4 separate regions of the Sus scrofa genome follow, and all the other regions are linked to region 1. The links are chromatin contacts, called in public Hi-C and promoter capture Hi-C maps. All regions are on one chromosome and are shown on one strand. The core of a region is the stretch at or near the end of the contact, and the rest is flanking DNA. Distances in the headings are between cores, read along the strand shown.

Evidence for each region. Promoter capture Hi-C pulls out the DNA fragments that hold promoters and counts their contacts. A called contact is a pair of places that touch in the nucleus more often than the background predicts.
Region 2: a Hi-C map of skeletal muscle shows a contact between it and region 1, with 11 times the contacts expected there. The contact joins the promoter of COG8 here to the promoter of TXNL4B in region 1. A contact is called at or near these places in 1 of 5 promoter capture datasets (liver) and 5 of 47 Hi-C or Micro-C datasets (heart right ventricle, liver, retroperitoneal adipose tissue and 2 more).
Region 3: a promoter capture Hi-C map of liver shows a contact between it and region 1, with 3 times the contacts expected there. The contact joins the promoter of KARS here to the promoter of TXNL4B in region 1. A contact is called at or near these places in 1 of 5 promoter capture datasets (liver) and 1 of 47 Hi-C or Micro-C datasets (heart right ventricle).
Region 4: a promoter capture Hi-C map of liver shows a contact between it and region 1, with 9 times the contacts expected there. The contact joins the promoter of PSMD7 here to the promoter of TXNL4B in region 1. A contact is called at or near these places in 1 of 5 promoter capture datasets (liver) and 1 of 47 Hi-C or Micro-C datasets (liver).

What each region holds. Positions count from the first base shown.
Region 1 is chr6:14,996,547-15,000,848 of Sscrofa11.1, reverse strand. TXNL4B (a long non-coding RNA gene) reads left to right here and starts at 2,772. Exons shown (of 3, transcript XR_002344529.1): 1 at 2,772-3,141. It overlaps DHX38 (pre-mRNA-splicing factor ATP-dependent RNA helicase PRP16), which reads right to left and starts at 2,758. Exons shown (of 27, transcript XM_021093857.1): 1 at 2,392-2,758.
Region 2 is chr6:17,643,515-17,647,722 of Sscrofa11.1, reverse strand. COG8 (conserved oligomeric Golgi complex subunit 8) reads right to left here and starts at 2,179. Exons shown (of 6, transcript XM_003126905.6): 1 at 1,684-2,179. The coding sequence starts at 2,171. It overlaps NIP7 (NIP7, nucleolar pre-rRNA processing protein), which reads left to right and starts at 2,319. Exons shown (of 5, transcript NM_001048071.1): 1 at 2,319-2,411; 2 at 2,531-2,617; 3 at 2,714-2,852; 4 at 3,649-3,789; 5 at 3,996-4,208. The coding sequence starts at 2,356. The coding sequence ends at 4,115.
Region 3 is chr6:12,055,485-12,059,249 of Sscrofa11.1, reverse strand. It overlaps KARS (lysine--tRNA ligase), which reads right to left and starts at 1,775. Exons shown (of 14, transcript XM_003126856.3): 1 at 1,619-1,775. The coding sequence starts at 1,680. TERF2IP (telomeric repeat-binding factor 2-interacting protein 1) reads left to right here and starts at 1,799. Exons shown (of 3, transcript XM_003126857.3): 1 at 1,799-2,586. The coding sequence starts at 1,908.
Region 4 is chr6:17,045,695-17,049,715 of Sscrofa11.1, reverse strand. PSMD7 (26S proteasome non-ATPase regulatory subunit 7) reads right to left here and starts at 2,296. Exons shown (of 7, transcript XM_021093860.1): 1 at 2,104-2,296. The coding sequence starts at 2,177.

The DNA of each region.
Region 1 (4,302 bases), core at 1,523-4,022:
ACCTCTTAACCAAGACCTGTCCATCAAGTCACTGACAATCTCAAAAGATCTTCCTAATCCCACCCCAACACACATCCGAAATAGATACTTGCACGCACACACAGACACACCTGGATCCAAGAGGGCAGCATCCAGGCAAGAACAGACCTCACTAAGAGATACTTACTAGAGCATGGTGGTATCTCAAAAGGGAGTATAAGGATAACACCACTAGATTTAACATCAGAAATCTCTACTATCCAGGCCCTTGACATTTTCTGCCTGTGTGATTGTAAGCAAATAACTTAACTTTCAGTTAGGCATAATTTCCTCCCCCACTTATGGGGGGGAGAGCCCCATGGGATATGGAGTTCCCAGGCCAGGATCGACTCCAAGCCAGAGTCATAAATTACTCCACAGCTGCAGCAACGCCAGATCCTTAACTCACTGTGATGGGCCAGGGATCCAACCTGCTCCCCTGCCACTGCAGATCCCACTGCACCAAAGCATGAACTCCTAGGCATAACTTCTATATCTGCAAAGTGAAAATACTTTTTGCTCTATCTGATCCTTGGAGTTGTTGTGAGAATCAAACAAGAAAGTTTAGTAAAAGCACTCTGTAACCATAAAGAGTTACAGAAATGTGGCTGTTACATTATTTCACTTGCTGTGCTCCTAGACACTGATTGGATCCCTCATCGTTTTTTCTACGTAAGTTCTTCCTCCTCTCCCTTCTTTTAAACTACAGCTACAGCGGAGCAGAGATGTTGATAAGGCTACTATCCATGCAGTCTATACTTAAACGCATTTTCTGGGCCAGGTAAGTTCAGTAGAAAAGAATTACCTCACGGCAGTTGAAATCTGTCTAATGACAATTCATGTTCTCCAAAAATGTTGATGAGAAGCATCAGGCTTGGGAATGGTACTTCTGAAAAAGTATTTAGGTAACTGTAAGATTTCCTGGCACTCAACTTGTAACAAACTCCTCTTTTTCTTCCCACTATACACCATCTACTTATAAATATTCTGAATGCTTGACTAACTTCCCTCATTCCAACAAGTCAGTGAAGCAAAGAACTATCAAGTGCTAGGGTACCACCAGAATCCAGACTGTTGTGCCCAGCTTTAATTAACATGCAGAGCTTTCTAGAAGAATATTGCCAAACAGACAACACATAGTATGGTCAAAGAAACAAGAATTTCCTTTTTTAAAAATGCCATTAGGGGAGTTCCCGTCGTGGCGCAGTGGTTAACGAATCCGACTAGGAACCATGAGGTTGCGGGTTCGATCCCTGCCCTTGCTCAGTGGGTTAACGATCCGGCGTTGCCGTGAGCTGTGGTGTAGGTTGCAGATGCGGCTCAGATCCCGCGTTGCTGTGGCCCTGTCGTAGGCCGGTGGCTACAGCTCCGATTGGACCCCTAGCCTGGGAACTTCCATATGCCGCGGGAGCGGCCCAAGAAATAGCAACAACAACAACAACAAAAAGACAAAAAGACAAAAAAAATTTTAAAAAAAATGCCATTAGGTAGAAGGGAAAAGGGAAAGCTACCTACTGGTGATATCTGTACTCATGTGAGCAAATCCAGGAAGGTAGGACATACAGACTCTGCTCAGTAGTCTGAACTAGAAAAAATACCCCTAGTATGTCATTTTATGCAGGAGAACCTTGTCTGTCTTAATGACTACTACGCCCAGTGCCTACAACAGAACCATGTGAAGAATTAATGAATGAACAAGTTTAAACTGATTAAAGGAGATAGGGAGCCAGAAATTCCTAAAGACAGCAAGGACAGGTACTAGGAGCACAGGAAAAAGAGTTTGACAGGACAACGAGTGGCTGAGGAGTTAACTGCTGTTTTGCGAATAAGTATTAATGGTAAAGAAGCCACAAGAGGTATAAGGAAAATAGTGAAGAAAGAAACTGAATATATTCATTCAATAATTATTCACTGACAGCTTTCTGTGAGCCAGTCGTTGTTCTGGGCATTAGAGATAGAGAAGAGAAGAGACAAAAGTCCAGACCTTCTTGGAGTTGACATTCTAGCAGAGGATATCGCCTGATAGAGATACCACTGTGACAGAGAAGAGGAAGCCCAAAGAACCCCTACTGGGTTCGGAGTCCGTCTGGGAGTGGGCTAATGCGGAGGCCTAAGGAAGGGAGCAGGTGACGCCCAGGGCAGCATCCCTGGACCTCAGCGGGGACGCACCAAAATGCAGGATCTGATCAGAATAAAGAGGAAGGCCGCGGCAGGCTGTCCTGCGCAATATCCCTACAGCGAATAAGGCACACTGGCTGACAAAGACAAGGATTCCCAAGTCTAGGCCCAAACCCGAAAGAGGGACCAATATCCGCTGCCTGGAGCCACCACGACTGGGTAAGAAAAGGTCGGAAAGGAAGAAGGGACACTCACCTCACCACGCCCGACTCTCGAGACCTTCTGTCCCGGATTCTGGGGCGCTGGCGCAGCCACTCCTCGCTCAGAACGTCTCAGAAAGCCAAAACCCGCACCTTGAAAGCGGCCATCGTTGTCCCATAATACTTTGCGCGGTCCCCTCTATCCGTCCAAAGATACCATCGAGATCAGCCCGGAAAACGCGAGTTCCTAGTGCGGGGCGGAAGGGGACCACGCTTGTTGGACTAGACGGTCCTCCGCTGAGGCTGGGATAAGACATTTATTACAGACACTTCCGAGTCTCTTGGCGACCAATCACGGTTAGTCTAAGAGTTGGGCAGCCCCCTAATTGGAATGCGGGGTGGGATCGGCCATGTTTAACAAGGGCGGAAGTGACCCTAAGGCTTCCGGTCGCAGCGGGGAAGATTGGCCGTGAGTAGAATAGGCCCTTCCGCTTATTGGGCTGCTGAACTGAACAGACCGCGCGTTAATCACTGCGTTTGTGCGTTTTCTTTTTCCGTTTCCGTCCACTTAAGAGGTCGGCCGAGAGTTATTTGGCAACAGCCCCTGGGTTACTCTGGTTTAGGGTCGCCGCCGCGGTTGCGGAAGAAGAAAGGAGTCGCCGGCGTCGCGGCTTTTTGGAGAAAGTGTCAGGGTTGCCGAAAGCCTTGAAGTGCTGGCGAGGAAGATGACGTGCAAATAAAGTATCATTTTTCCCCGGCACTTGTGGGCCAGGAGTAGTCCAGCCACTGGCATCATAAAAAATAGGTATGTCGGGGATATTGGAAAAATGAAGACGTGCACCCCAGTGTGAGTAAAAGTCACTCGTAAGTTCACACGCAGTGAAAACCACTGAGGGTGTTTGAGGATATTCATTTTTAGTTATTTCCTATGTGAATATGTATATTTGCATTATAGTTAGGTTTTGTACAAAAGCGGAATCACCCTTTGTATACTACTGTTTTATGACTTTTTTCTTTATTACGAGGATTTTTCACGTATCTGAATTGTTAATCTATAACGCAATATGTAGTGACAGTGTGTTAGTATGTTACAGGACTGCCATCCTTCATTTCACGATTCTCCTACCGATGGCAGTGTAAGTTGTTTCCAGTTTTTCACTGTTAAAAACGTGACAAATATCCTTTTTACATAAATCTTTCTGCGTATGTCTGGTTATTTACTAGGAAATAATTCTCAGAAATGGAGTTGTATTTCAGGTTTCTTTCTAGACAAGGTTTGTTCTCTGTTTTCTAGGGGGGACTATGAAGCCTGTCCCTTCACTGACATTCTTGCCTTTATCATTTAATCTTTGCCAGTTTAATGGCTTTTTAAAATATAACTTTTTTTTTTCTACTTTTTGTGGCCACACCCACAGCATATGGAAGTTCTCAGGGTAGGAGTCAAATCAGAGCTACAGCTGCTGGCCTACACCAGAGCTGACGCAAGGCCAGATTCCCCCCCACCCCACTGAGAGAGGCCAGGGATCAAATCCACATCCTCATGGATGCTAGTTGGATTCATTTCCGCTGTGCCACAGTGGGAACTCCTAAAATACATCTTTTAATTTGCTTTTCTTTACTTAGCAGTGAAACTTTCCAAATTTTTTTTTTTCTCGTCTGTCTTCTTTCTGAATTCCTTGTTTTTATCCTTTGCTATAGACATTTTCTTAGGTGTGGTCTCAATTTCCCTTTCCTTTTTTCAACATTTATTCAATTCCACTCTCACACCCTCACCTCCCCACTCACTCTGATGACAACTTTGCTCTCCTGCCATTTCCTCCTCTTTTTATCAGTAACACGCAGAAATTGCTGTTTGGTTGAATTCTAGTGGTTCGACAGATCCATCTTTTCTTTAGCTTTCCCCTTTCCCTCTCAGAATTTGTTCTGCCATTCCTGTTTGATGAAGTACCTTCTGGCAATCAGCTTC
Region 2 (4,208 bases), core at 930-3,429, 2.6 Mb before region 1:
AACTGCAATTACCGAGCATTTACTATGAACTGGGCACTGGGCTGGATGATTTTTCTGATTTAATCTTCATACCACACCCATGAAGTTAAATACTTTTATCCTTGACGAAATTTTAACCCAAGACTTTAAGCAAGTTGTCCAAGATCACACAACTAATAAATGATAAAAAAAGGTTTGAACCCAGATCTGTCACTGAACAAGCTGTAACAAGGTAGTCTTTAGTTTCCTCATTGGTAAAATAGTAATAAGACCCACCTCATAAGGATGTGAGGATTAAATTAGATCATGTATATAAAACATTTAATGCAGAACCCAACACAGAGTAAATGTTCCTCTAATAATAGCTGCTCTTTTTTTTTTTTCCTTTTTTGTCTTTTTAGAGCCGCACCCACAGTACATGGAGGTTCCCAGAGTAGGGGTTCAATTGGAGTTGCAGCCACTGGCCTACACCACAGCCACAGCAACACCAGATCTGAGCCACGTCTGCGACCTACACCACAGCTCATGGCAACACTGGATCCTTAACCCACTGAGGGAGGCGAGGGATCAAACCTGCGTCCTCATGGATGCTAGTCAGATTCATTTCTACTGAGCCACAATGGCACCTCCAATGACAGCTATTCTTCTTTTCATAATGCCTGCCTAACCTAGAAACTACAACCTTAACCCCAAGTTCCCTCAGCCTCTTAATCTTCTCCTATGCCACTGTCCATCCTTAGTTCCTGCTGCAGTCTCCATTTCTTCCCCATAACTGTAAAGTCCTGCTTTATGAAGCTCCCTGTCTTTTGTAGGGTATTGGAAGAGTACAGAAGCCATGGTCAAATGTGCAAAGACAAAGAAAACTTGAAACTTTTATCATGTGAGGTTGGAAAGCAGAATTTGTGGATTGAGGTTCGAGAGAGGCAGAATATGGCTCGAGGAGATCCTGTCGTGGAGCAGTGGAAAGGAATTCGACTGGTATCCACGAGGACACATGTTTGATCCCTGGCCTCACTCAGTGGGTTGGGGATCCAGAAATGCCGTGATCTGTGGTGTAGGTCGCAGATACAGCTTGGATCTTGCAATGCTGTGGCATAGGCTGGCAGCTGTTATCTCCAATTCGACCCCTAGCCTGGGAACTTCCATATGCTGTGGGTTCAGCCTTAAAAAGGGAGGGGAAAAAAAAAAGAATATGGTTCCGATAGGACGGTTTGTTTGGATTTTTTGGATAATTTTTACTGCCCCCGAATGAGAGGATTTCCTTGGCATTCTCCTATCAATGAAAGTTTTGGAGCCAACGACCCTGGTCCAAGCTACTGTGTGTACCTGTGTGTTGTGTGTATATGTATGAAGGTGACAACTGTAGAGTGTTAATTATGTCAGATCCAATGATAAGTGCTTTGCATGGATTCTCTACTTAGCGCTCACGACAGCCCTACGAGGCTGCTGGGTTCCAATTTTGACTTCGAGACTTACTAGCTGTGCCTTGTGTCAGTCACTAACCTCTGTGTCTCGACTTCCTCATATACAAAATGGGAATAATACCTACCTCGAAGGCTGCTGTGACGTTTAAATGGATTAATAAAATGCTCAGATGAGAGCGTGGCACCTGGTAAGCGCTATCTAAGTGTTAGCTATTTCCCTCATCGTAAATATTAGCTGTCACAGCTCTTAAAAGCCCCTTAAACGCTGGGCCCGCCGCACCTGCAGCTCTGCTGGAAGCTGGGCAAGCGGTCGAGCAGGCGGCCGAGCGACTCCTCCACGTCGCCAAAGAGGCGATGTATGCGCTCGGTGCACTCGGCGCCGCGGATGAAGGTCTTGTAGTTGGCGAAGGCCAAGTCGCGCGTCTGCTGCAGCAGCTGCGCTCGCTCCTCCGCCAGGCGCTCTGGCTCGCGCCGCAGCCGATCCAGCCCCGAGCCGCTCAACTCCCTGAGGTAGCGGCCCACGTCGGGCCGCTCCCGCCACTGGGCCTCTGGGAAGCGGTCCCGGAACAGCGATGCCAGGAGCCCTTCATCCTCCACCTCCCCGAGAGCAGCCGCAGTGGCCGTCGCCGTGGCCGAGGCCGCAGTTGAAGCAGGGATCGTCTCCGTCGCCGCCATCTTCTCAGCAGCGGCGTCCCTTCGCCTCCCGCTCGGCGAGGGCGCTGGCTCGGAATCCAGGACCGGAAGCAACGCCGCACTTCCGGTCTCCATGGCGCCTCACCCGGCCGGCTTGCATTCCCCGCTGGTCCTCCAAGGCCGCGGGGCGCTCGCGTGACGAACCACGCGAAGGCAGCTAGAGAGGCCGGATTTGAGGTTGCCAAGGAGAGGCGGGAGGCTGGCCTTCCGTTTCCGGCGACTGAGGCACGAGGATCCGGTGTTCCAGCCCAGCGGGAAAATGCGGCCTCTGACTGAAGAGGAGACGCGTGTAATGTTTGAGAAGATAGCAAAATAGTAAGAACGCCCGGGGCAGATGAGGGAGTGCGTGCATGGCGGGGAGGGCTGTGGGTAGAGCGGGGCCGCGGGGCCGGGACGAGTCCGGGCGCAGCCTCCAGCCTCTTTTCTGCTTTCAGCATCGGGGAGAATCTTCAGCTGCTGGTTGACAGGCCCGACGGCACCTACTGTTTCAGGCTGCACAACGACCGGGTTTACTATGTGAGGTGAGGCGGGGCTGGGTAGGCAGCATGGACCCGGGTGGAGGCCTGGGTCCCACCAGCCTCCCTTATCTGACACCTCCTTCTTCCTTACCCTTTCAGTGAAAAGATCTTAAAATTGGCCGCTAATATCTCTGGTGACAAGCTGATGTCGCTGGGAACGTGCTTTGGAAAATTCACGAAGACCCACAAGTTTCGGTTGCACATCACAGCTCTGGATTACTTAGCACCTTATGCCAAGGTTTGTGGGGAGTGGTTTTCAGCCCGCTTCTAGGGATGGGGGCGGTCTAGGCTGAGGGCCACATCAGACTGCAGATAATTGGGCACCTGCGTTAGTCCCTGAGGGTGCCTAGGATCAGTGCCAGCACCTGGAGATGTTCCTACTTAGATCTTGCTGCTTGGGCGTGGTTGGGGCTGCGTAGTGATTGGAGTAGTATCTCCAGCAAAGTAGAAAAGCCTTTTCTGATCTAGTTCAAGAGGAAAAAGTAAATAGGAGGCTGCGGTGAGGAGCATAGTGGGATCCAGAAAAAGCCGTTAAACTGCCCGTGGGAAAGGTCGATTGTAGAGTTGAAGGAACCTCCTAGCAGTTCTGAACAGTTTGAGGGAAGCATGCCTTTTTCTTTCTTTTCCTTGAAATTTGTATTATGAGATAAAGGAAGTACAGGGATGAAATAAACAGCATGGGGGAGTTCCTGTTGTGGCTCAGCGGTTAAGGAACCCGACCAGTATCCATGAGGATGCACGTTCTATCCCTGGGCTCAGTGGGTTAAGGATTGGACCTTGTGGTGAGCTGTGGTGTAGGTTGCAGAGGCAGCTCAGATCTGACGTTGCTGAGGCAGCTGCAGCTGCAATTTGGCCCCTAGCCTGGATACTTCCATATGCTACGGGTGTGGCCCTAAGAAGACAAAAAAAAGAAAAGAAAAAAAACTTTGTTCATAAAGAAAGAAAAAAATTAACCATAGATTCAGCAGCTAGCTTGTCTGCAGGCATCTAACTATTTTTATTATGTCTCTTGGATGTAATTCTTTGTATTGTAGTATAAAGTGTGGATAAAGCCTGGAGCAGAGCAGTCCTTCCTGTATGGGAACCATGTGCTGAAATCTGGACTTGGTCGAATCACTGAAAATACTTCACAGTACCAGGGAGTTGTGGTGTACTCCATGGCAGACATCCCTTTGGTGAGTACATGTGGTAGCTGTTAAAAAATCAAGTATCTTTTTGTTTAAGAAGGATGTATTTTCAATCTTCACTTGAGAGACTAAGATCTCAGCACCTTTTGAAGTCCTCAAAGAACTATATTTTTTTCATCTGTGTTATTTCCAAATCTTAATGCGTGCTCATCGAATGACTTGAGTGAATCAGTGTCTCTTCTTTTGAATCCCAGGGTTTTGGGGTGGCAGCAAAGTCTACACAAGACTGCAGGAAAGTAGACCCCATGGCGATTGTGGTATTTCATCAAGCAGACATTGGGGAATATGTGCGGCATGAAGAGACATTGACTTAAAACGAAGTCATCGAGAGGACTTAAGGCTGTGTGGAAGGGCCTAGCTTTTCCTGTGTCTGTGTAGGCTCCACCGTCATGGTGAATTTTGTCAAC
Region 3 (3,765 bases), core at 526-3,025, 2.9 Mb after region 1:
CATTTAGGAATGAGTCACCTGGCAGGCAGCCATCTGTTTTTAAACTTGGAAAAAAAATAACTGACATACAGGGGTGTTCACTAAAGATTCAGATCAAGGAAATTCCAAGAACAATTAAGAAACAGAAGGAAATGTTAGTCATAAACTATTTCGGCCCATTAGAGAAATATACATCAATAGCAGATTCTTTTAGACACATGAGGAGGTATGATACAGTCAGGATAATGAGCACGGGCTGTAGAATTTGCAGACCTGATTTTAGATTATTTGCTCCAGAGCTTTGAATCCACGGCGGACAAAACTTTAGGCATGCAAATTTCAGCAACGTATATAATCACCAGAGCTTCAGTTTATTAAACTGAAAAATGGATATTAACACCTTCCTTGCAAGGTTATCACTGAGATTAGAGGAAAGTCTAACATTCTAGCACAGAGCCCAACACACAAAAAAAGATGCTTTAAAAAATGACTGCTGTAATTAATCTAAGAAGTCAGCAGAAAGGAACTGGCCAGTTTCCTCAGTTTACCCTAAAATTACACACTCAACTGGAGTTTTTACTTAGGAGGCATCTATGATTTATAACTCTAATATTCAATTACTGACGTAACGGGATCAAAGTTCAATCTTCCTCAAGGCAGAAGTTCAAGACCAGGTTCCAAACTTTTACAAAGATCTATTGGTCACTCTTCAAACAACGTTATTAGGGTGCCATCAAACCAAAAGCTTACATATTTCCTTTCTCATTTCCCTAGAATATGTGAAGCGTAAACCCAGAGACACAAAAGGAAACGTCAACTCTAACTGCCTGAATGCTAAAGCAGTCATTACATGCACTAAACTAACTTTTCTCCTTGCAACTGGAAGAGCACTGTATTTATGTACTAGACTTGGGAGTACTGAGGAAATAGTCACTCAATCATTGCTCATGTTTTATGAAGAACTTTGGTTGAGAAGGAGTGCAGTATTCAGAGAACAAAAGACACAGCCAGTGAAAAAGGCAGCTAATCTTTATTTATAAGTACTTTCATACTCCAGGGACTTGGGGTGATCACCAAAGATACATCCAGCAATGCTGAGTGCAGCTTGGTATATCCGGCTGACAGACCCTACTGCTGGACACTGGTGATTTATTCAATAATCACAGATCCTTTGAGTAACTCATACGGATAGGTGCACAACACAGTTGAAAAACTGATCTTTTTAATACTAAAGGTTCACAGTGGCTTTGGCTAGGCCAAGGACAATTTGAAGGTCTTTCTGAAAAACTAGGGTATTTAACATTCCTCCAATTTCCTTATTGGGGCGTGGCTCAATAATAACGCATTTCTCAAGGGGGAGCAAAGGGGAGAAGTAATTTTCCCTTTTCTCTGTCGCCTCTCAATTCTCCGCATACTCTCACTCCAGGAGTACGACGGGGAGGAAGGACGCGGTCAGCGCGGGCCCTCGGGCATCCTGGGGGATGTAGTTCAGGGCGCAGGGGCTACGTTCCTGCATGTGGGTACCCACGAGAGCCGGCAGGAAGGCCCCAAGCACAGCCGCTACGGCCGAAGCCTCGAGGTACTTCTTAGTCCAGACTCTCCGATCGCAAAGGTTTTAACGACCCGCATCGACACTTACTTTTTGCTCAGTTTCGGCTCCGCGCCGTCCACTTTAACTTCAGCCGCCTGTACCGCAGCCATCTTTCCCGAGGGCCGGACCTAAAGAGGATGAGACTCGTAGGGCGATTTTCAGGTCACGCTCGGAAGTCCCGCCTCTTCCGGGGAAAGGGGCGCCCACTGTTAACGCGCAGCTGTCGCGCAGGCGCATTTGGGGCCAGCAGCCGCGGCGTCTGGTACGTTACCTCAGGCAGTGGGGCTCCGTGCGCCAGACGCTCGTTAGGGGGCAGCTCTTCCGCTGCGCGTTCGCAATGGCGGAGGCAATGGATTTGGGCAAAGACCCCAATGGGCCTACCCATTCGTCGACTCTTTTCCTGAGGGAGGATGGCAGCTCCATGTCCTTCTACGTGCGTCCCAGTCCGGCGAAGCGCCGGCTCTCGACGCTCATCCTGCACGGCGGCGGCACCCTGTGCCGGGTGCAGGAGCCGGGGGCCGTGCTGCTGGCCCAGCCCGGGGAGGCGGCGGCCGAGGCCTCGGGCGACTTCATCTCCACGCAGTACATCCTGGACTGCGTGGAGCGCAACGAGAAGCTCGAGCTGGAGGCCTACCGGCTGGGCCCGGCTCCGGCGGACGACCAGGCCCCAGAGACGAAGCCCGGGGGGCAGGCCGGAGGCGGCGCCGCCGCCGCGGAGTCCGAGCCGCAGCCGCACGCGGGGCGGATCGGCTTCACGGACGCGGACGACGTGGCCATCTTGACCTACGTGAAGGAACATGCCCGCTCGCCCAGCTCGGTCACCGGCAATGCCTTGTGGAAAGCGATGGAGAAGAGCTCGCTCACCCAGCATTCGTGGCAGTCCCTGAAGGACCGCTACCTCAAGCGCCTACGGGGCCAGGAGCATAAGTACCTGCTGGGGGAGGCCCCCGTGAGCCCTTCCTCGCAGAAACTCAAGCGGAAAGCTGAGCAAGACCCCGAGGCTGCTGATAGCGGGGGTGAGGCCTGTCGCTGGCACCTGCGCGGCGTGGGGGCGGGGGCGTCGTTCCTGTCCCGAGGGGCGACCATGTTGTGTCTTTGGTAGCATCCCCCGCCCCGCCCCCCTGTGACATCCGGGTAAAACTAACACCATTTTCTGATCTTGAATTCACTTTTCCAATAGGTGGGATATTGACGGGGTTCGCTATTACAAAGGTACAAAAAGAGTATATGGAAAATTCTCCCCCTTTTCCTGCCCATTAGATACTCTCCCCCGCCCCCACCCCCCACCCTGCGAGGCACTGGGGAACCACCTTCTTGGGTATCTTTTCAGAGAGATTTCACAGACTCCTTTTTAAAAACAATTCTCCAGTGTTTAAGGAAATTCAGCATAAGCCCTGCCAGACCAGTTTATTGTAATGTCTTGGCTGAAACAGATGCATATTCACATAGAAGGTTCTCAGCAATTGGAAATGGTTTTTTAGTTTCGCTCAGGTGAGGTGAGTTTCTAAGGCAGTTGAGTTGAATGTTGGGACTCAGGTGTGGTTAGGATACAGCAAAGCTGGTCAGATGCTTCACTTCTGATATAAGGGATATTGACAGTTGAACCTGACCCTTTTGTTCAAAGAGGCATACTTCTTCCCCACTTCCCTATTCTTATGTGGCTGTTGCATCACAGGTGAGGTCTGGGGAGGTAAAAACTGTTCCTCTTGTTTTGGTTTCGGTAAAAGTGACATTTGAAATTCATTCAACAGATATTTGAGCTTGAGACACTTATCTTGCTGGGATAGAAACACTAAAACTCCCTGCTTAAAATGCTAGTTTAGTGAGTGCTATAGAGAAAAATAAATCTGAGTAAGGGCTGAAGAGGAGGTCGTTTTCTGCAGCGTGGGAAAGGAAGTTACCTATTTTAAACTGATACTTAAGCACAGACCAAAGGAAATGAAAGAGGTAGCCAGGTGATTACCTGAAGACGGGGTGTTCCAGGCTTAGAGAATGGTAACTGCAAAGGCCCTGAGGTGTGTACTTGTAGCAACAAGAGACCAGTGTGGCTGGGATGGAATAAAGCAAGAGAGAGAATTCTAGGAGAGCGGACAGGCTATGTGTAAAGGAGATCATGTAGGGCCCTGATTTTTAAATTAGTAGTATGGAGATGTCTAGTAGACCAGTCAGAACTTGGGACTAAGTAAGCTGAATTC
Region 4 (4,021 bases), core at 1,047-3,546, 2.0 Mb before region 1:
AGAAGGTCAGTCTGGATGAGCACAGACAGAAGTGGACTCAACAATAAGATGCCCAACAGGAAATATCAATGGTACACACACTGGCTTAGCTGAGAACTAATCCCACTAAACAAAAGTAATAGGTTAGGCCTTAATAATTAATTTCTAATGAATATAACGGGTAATTCACGAACTTGGTACACTGGCAGCTTTACTCACTCCTGACTGCAAATTAATACATGCCTGGAAAAAAATCTCAAACTTGTATAGACATTTAAAATGGAGAAAGTGAAAACTCCCCAGATCTTGGTGTCTTAAATGTTATACAGTTGGTGTTTGGTTACACATTAATGTTACCATATTTAACTTCAGTTTTTCTTTGCAGCTTGTCTTTCTCTTTTAAACTTTCCCCATCTTCTCTAGCCTCAAATCGTTTCAGGGATAAAGATACTAAAGTAGATCCAGTTTTATGGCCCACCTTGCCAACGCTTCCCCGGAGCATCTATTCTGTCAACAATTTCCACTAGATGTTTTTAACTCTTTGTATCAAATAGAGGCTCAGAAAACCATTCCGATCCAGAGGCATTTGTGTGCCATTTGTGGTCCCTCTGAATGGCTTAATGAGGCAGAAGCTGGAAGTGAGCTGGTGACTAATCATGCTGGTAGGAGGGCTCAATGAATGAGAAAGACTATTTCAGAATTTCTCCATATCAAACCTCATCAGTGATTCTGTCTTAAGGAACTACAACTGTTTTGCTTACATAATCTAATTTCATTGGTTTTCATGTAGAATTCTCCTTTAACCATTAACAAATGAGACATACAGAAACAATACAATTCTATGTTCAAAGCAAAGACAAAAGCCACTGTGAAATGAAGTACAATTCCTTAACAGCTGCTGCTTTCACAATGATTTAACTGTATTTATCAAAACATATGGTTTGGCAAATTTATAAATGCTTACTATATTTAGGGTTTGGATGAAACAAAGTTAAGGATTTTCTATTCTGGTGGTTCTTGTTTTTTTGGAAATCTCTGCTTAAAGGAAACTTCCACACTCAGGGCTTTTCTTCTGATCTACAAAAATCCATCTGCCTTCTTAAAAACACTACAACTGTTATCTGACAGAGCAGCTCACAGTGTCTGCCTGCACTAGGCCCTTAGCAAGTGTTTGTTGAACTTACAGAATAGAACTGAAATGATCCCTCCCTTAGCACCTCTAGTATCCTACAGGAGAAAAACAGTAATTATTTTTAGTGCGATAGCTTGCATATCCTGTTAGGCTAAGGCTCCTACAAAGCAACAGAACTGAAATGGGGACCCTAAACCTCACAGGAGTCTGGAGTTTGTTTTGAAGAAGCTGTACAAAGCAAGTTGCAAGAGAATGAGCACTTAGCAACTCTGACTTTACAGCAAATGCTCCCAACTGGGTCTTGCAGTTTTCCAAATCAAGTAACTATCTGGTAAAACTTCTGAACACGTGTAACAGGTCCAGCGAGACGAACAGCTCACAAACAAGCAAGCAAAGGCGGAAGAAACATCTGTGGGATGTTACCTTATTCATTAATGCCCAAATCTCCAACTGGTCTCATTAAAAACAAAATAATACAAAGAACAAAACCCAAAGCAGACTTGACACCTCATCTACATTTTAAGCTGTCGTCAAACACGATTCCCACTTCGAAACTCTCACAAGTTAAAACCACAGCTCTTCCAGGCGCTGAGACCAGAATTTCGCTGACAGCCTTCACAGGCAAAAAGCGCGAGTCTGAAGGGCTTTACTACGAGACATCAAGTCTTTTTGGCAAAAGGGGGCGGACGAAGTGACAGACGGGCACGAGGCCTGGGAATCAAGGCCAAGAGAAGCTTCCCAGACTCTGGCATCGAACGGACTAGGTAAAAGGAACCAGCAGCCCAGTTCCCGGAGCGTCGGCTGGGCGGCGTGGGAGACAATGCCAGGTGTCTTGGGCTTCGCGAAAGGAGGTTGGTCTGGGACCCTCGGCGACTCAGGGCCCTCCTGGTCCATCAGCGCCCCCGCGGCCGCCGCGCAGTCCCCAGCGCGCCCGTGACTCAGCAGCGGCGGCGCCACCGGCCCGGGTAGGCCGCCCCGTGTCGCCCGCTCACCGATTGAAATGATCCACCACACTCAGCAGCACCAGGGGGTGGACCACCACCTTCTGCACAGCCAGCTCCGGCATCGCGACACACCCCGCCCGCCAGGCCCTGCTCCCCGCGACCCGCAAACGCCGGCGGCCAGAGCGGCAGCGACTCTTTGGGATCCTCCAGGCCCGGCTCCTCCTCTTCCGGCTGGGCCGCTGCCGCGCGGCCCCTTCTTCCGCTCCCAGGGTGCTGCGCGCGCCGGGAGCGGGCTGTCGCTCCCGCTGCCAACTTGAGGAGGGCAAGTTCCCGGGAGGCGGAATCCGCCTCAGGTGACTGGCTGCGAATTTCCGGGGTCTTGATAGCTAAAGGGACACTGGAGACGTTAGAGGTTGACCTCCTGGTGTTTCGCTTGTACCGTTACCCACGGTGGCTTTTCGCTTCCATGCCTTCCCAACTCCCCTCCCCCATCGGAAATCTCGAGAAAATACTAAGAAAAAAATGTAAACAGTGATATGTAGTAGTTCCACCATTCAGCAAATGTTGACCTTTGCTTCTAGTCAGAGTCGTCTACAATTTCTTAGAGGAACTAATTTTAAGTCTCCAGCATTAGGGCATTCCCTTTAAGTAGATATGATAGTTTATCTCATTATCATCTTGTCAGGGAATTTCTCCTTAGTCTTCGCTATAGATGATAAGCAAACAATCAGCCTGTCTGTATTTTTCCACCTATCTTTATATTACTTACCATTTAACAAAGGATAGAATAATGCCGTTTGTGCCTAGAGTCAGATCATTCATACAGGTTGATGTTCAAATAAAAACTTAGAAAAAGATTGAAAAAGATGGGAAGCAAGAAGAAAATGTGTTTTCATTTTTCGCTGAGAAAGAGAAAAAATACTAAAAGGGGAAATGTAGAAAAAATACTAAAAGGGGAAATACTAAAAATACTAAAAGGACTTAAGGTTATTTGCAGAAAGACGCAAATGACTTAAAATCCATGCAAGTTTAGTCGCCGGACTGACTTATAAGTTGCTGTTTCTGTCAACAAAAATAATACTTACGCAACTTGAATTATTTAGTTACTGTTCATCCTCTTTTTAAACACCTTTTACCTCCCTGGGTCACGGAGGATCTGACCTCTCTGAAAAATGACCAGGAGATTTTGCTCTGAATCTTAGCCACCTTCCAGTATAGTCAGGGAGCTTTTGATATTCTTTATGGATTTTACCCCTCACTTTTATTTCATGTACTCTTCCTACTTTTGAGAACACTGTTTTGTATTTTCCTCGTTTTTTAAAGTGTTTTTGATTTGGCTATCAGGTGATTTCTGCTACTTCTTAAGATAATAGAACTTGTAAATTGAGAACATTTAAGTCAGCCCCATTGTGAGTTAAAGCATGCTTGCTGGTGTTTAAAGTAGATTCTCTTGTTTCATCTCTTGTGTGATGCTGTTCAACAGAGGGTAGACATAGATCTGTTAGACAAAGAGCTTGGAGTCTAAAGGAAGAATTTTGGGCGGCTAAAATATATAAAGACTATAAGGAAGACAACTTAAAATCATAATGTATTTTCCATGTTGCCCTATTTTTTTTCTTTTTCTTTTTTTTTAAAGTGGAACTGACTTGAAATCATAACTGATTTTGTAGCCACTTCTAGGGAAGGAATTCATTCGGCTGAATACAGAGGGAGATATAAGAAATCTAATTTCTTTTGTTCATTTAATTCTGGGCTTTAAGAGGATCTGATGAGAGCATAAGGATAATAATTTTCTTTTTTTAAAGAAAAATATTATTTAATTTGCTTTCTATTGAAGTATAGTTAATGTACAGTGTTATATAAGTTATAGGTGTACAATATAGTAATTCACAAATTTTAAAGATTATATTCCATTTGTAGTTATTATAAAATATTGGCTAAATTCCTCATGTTGTACAATATATCC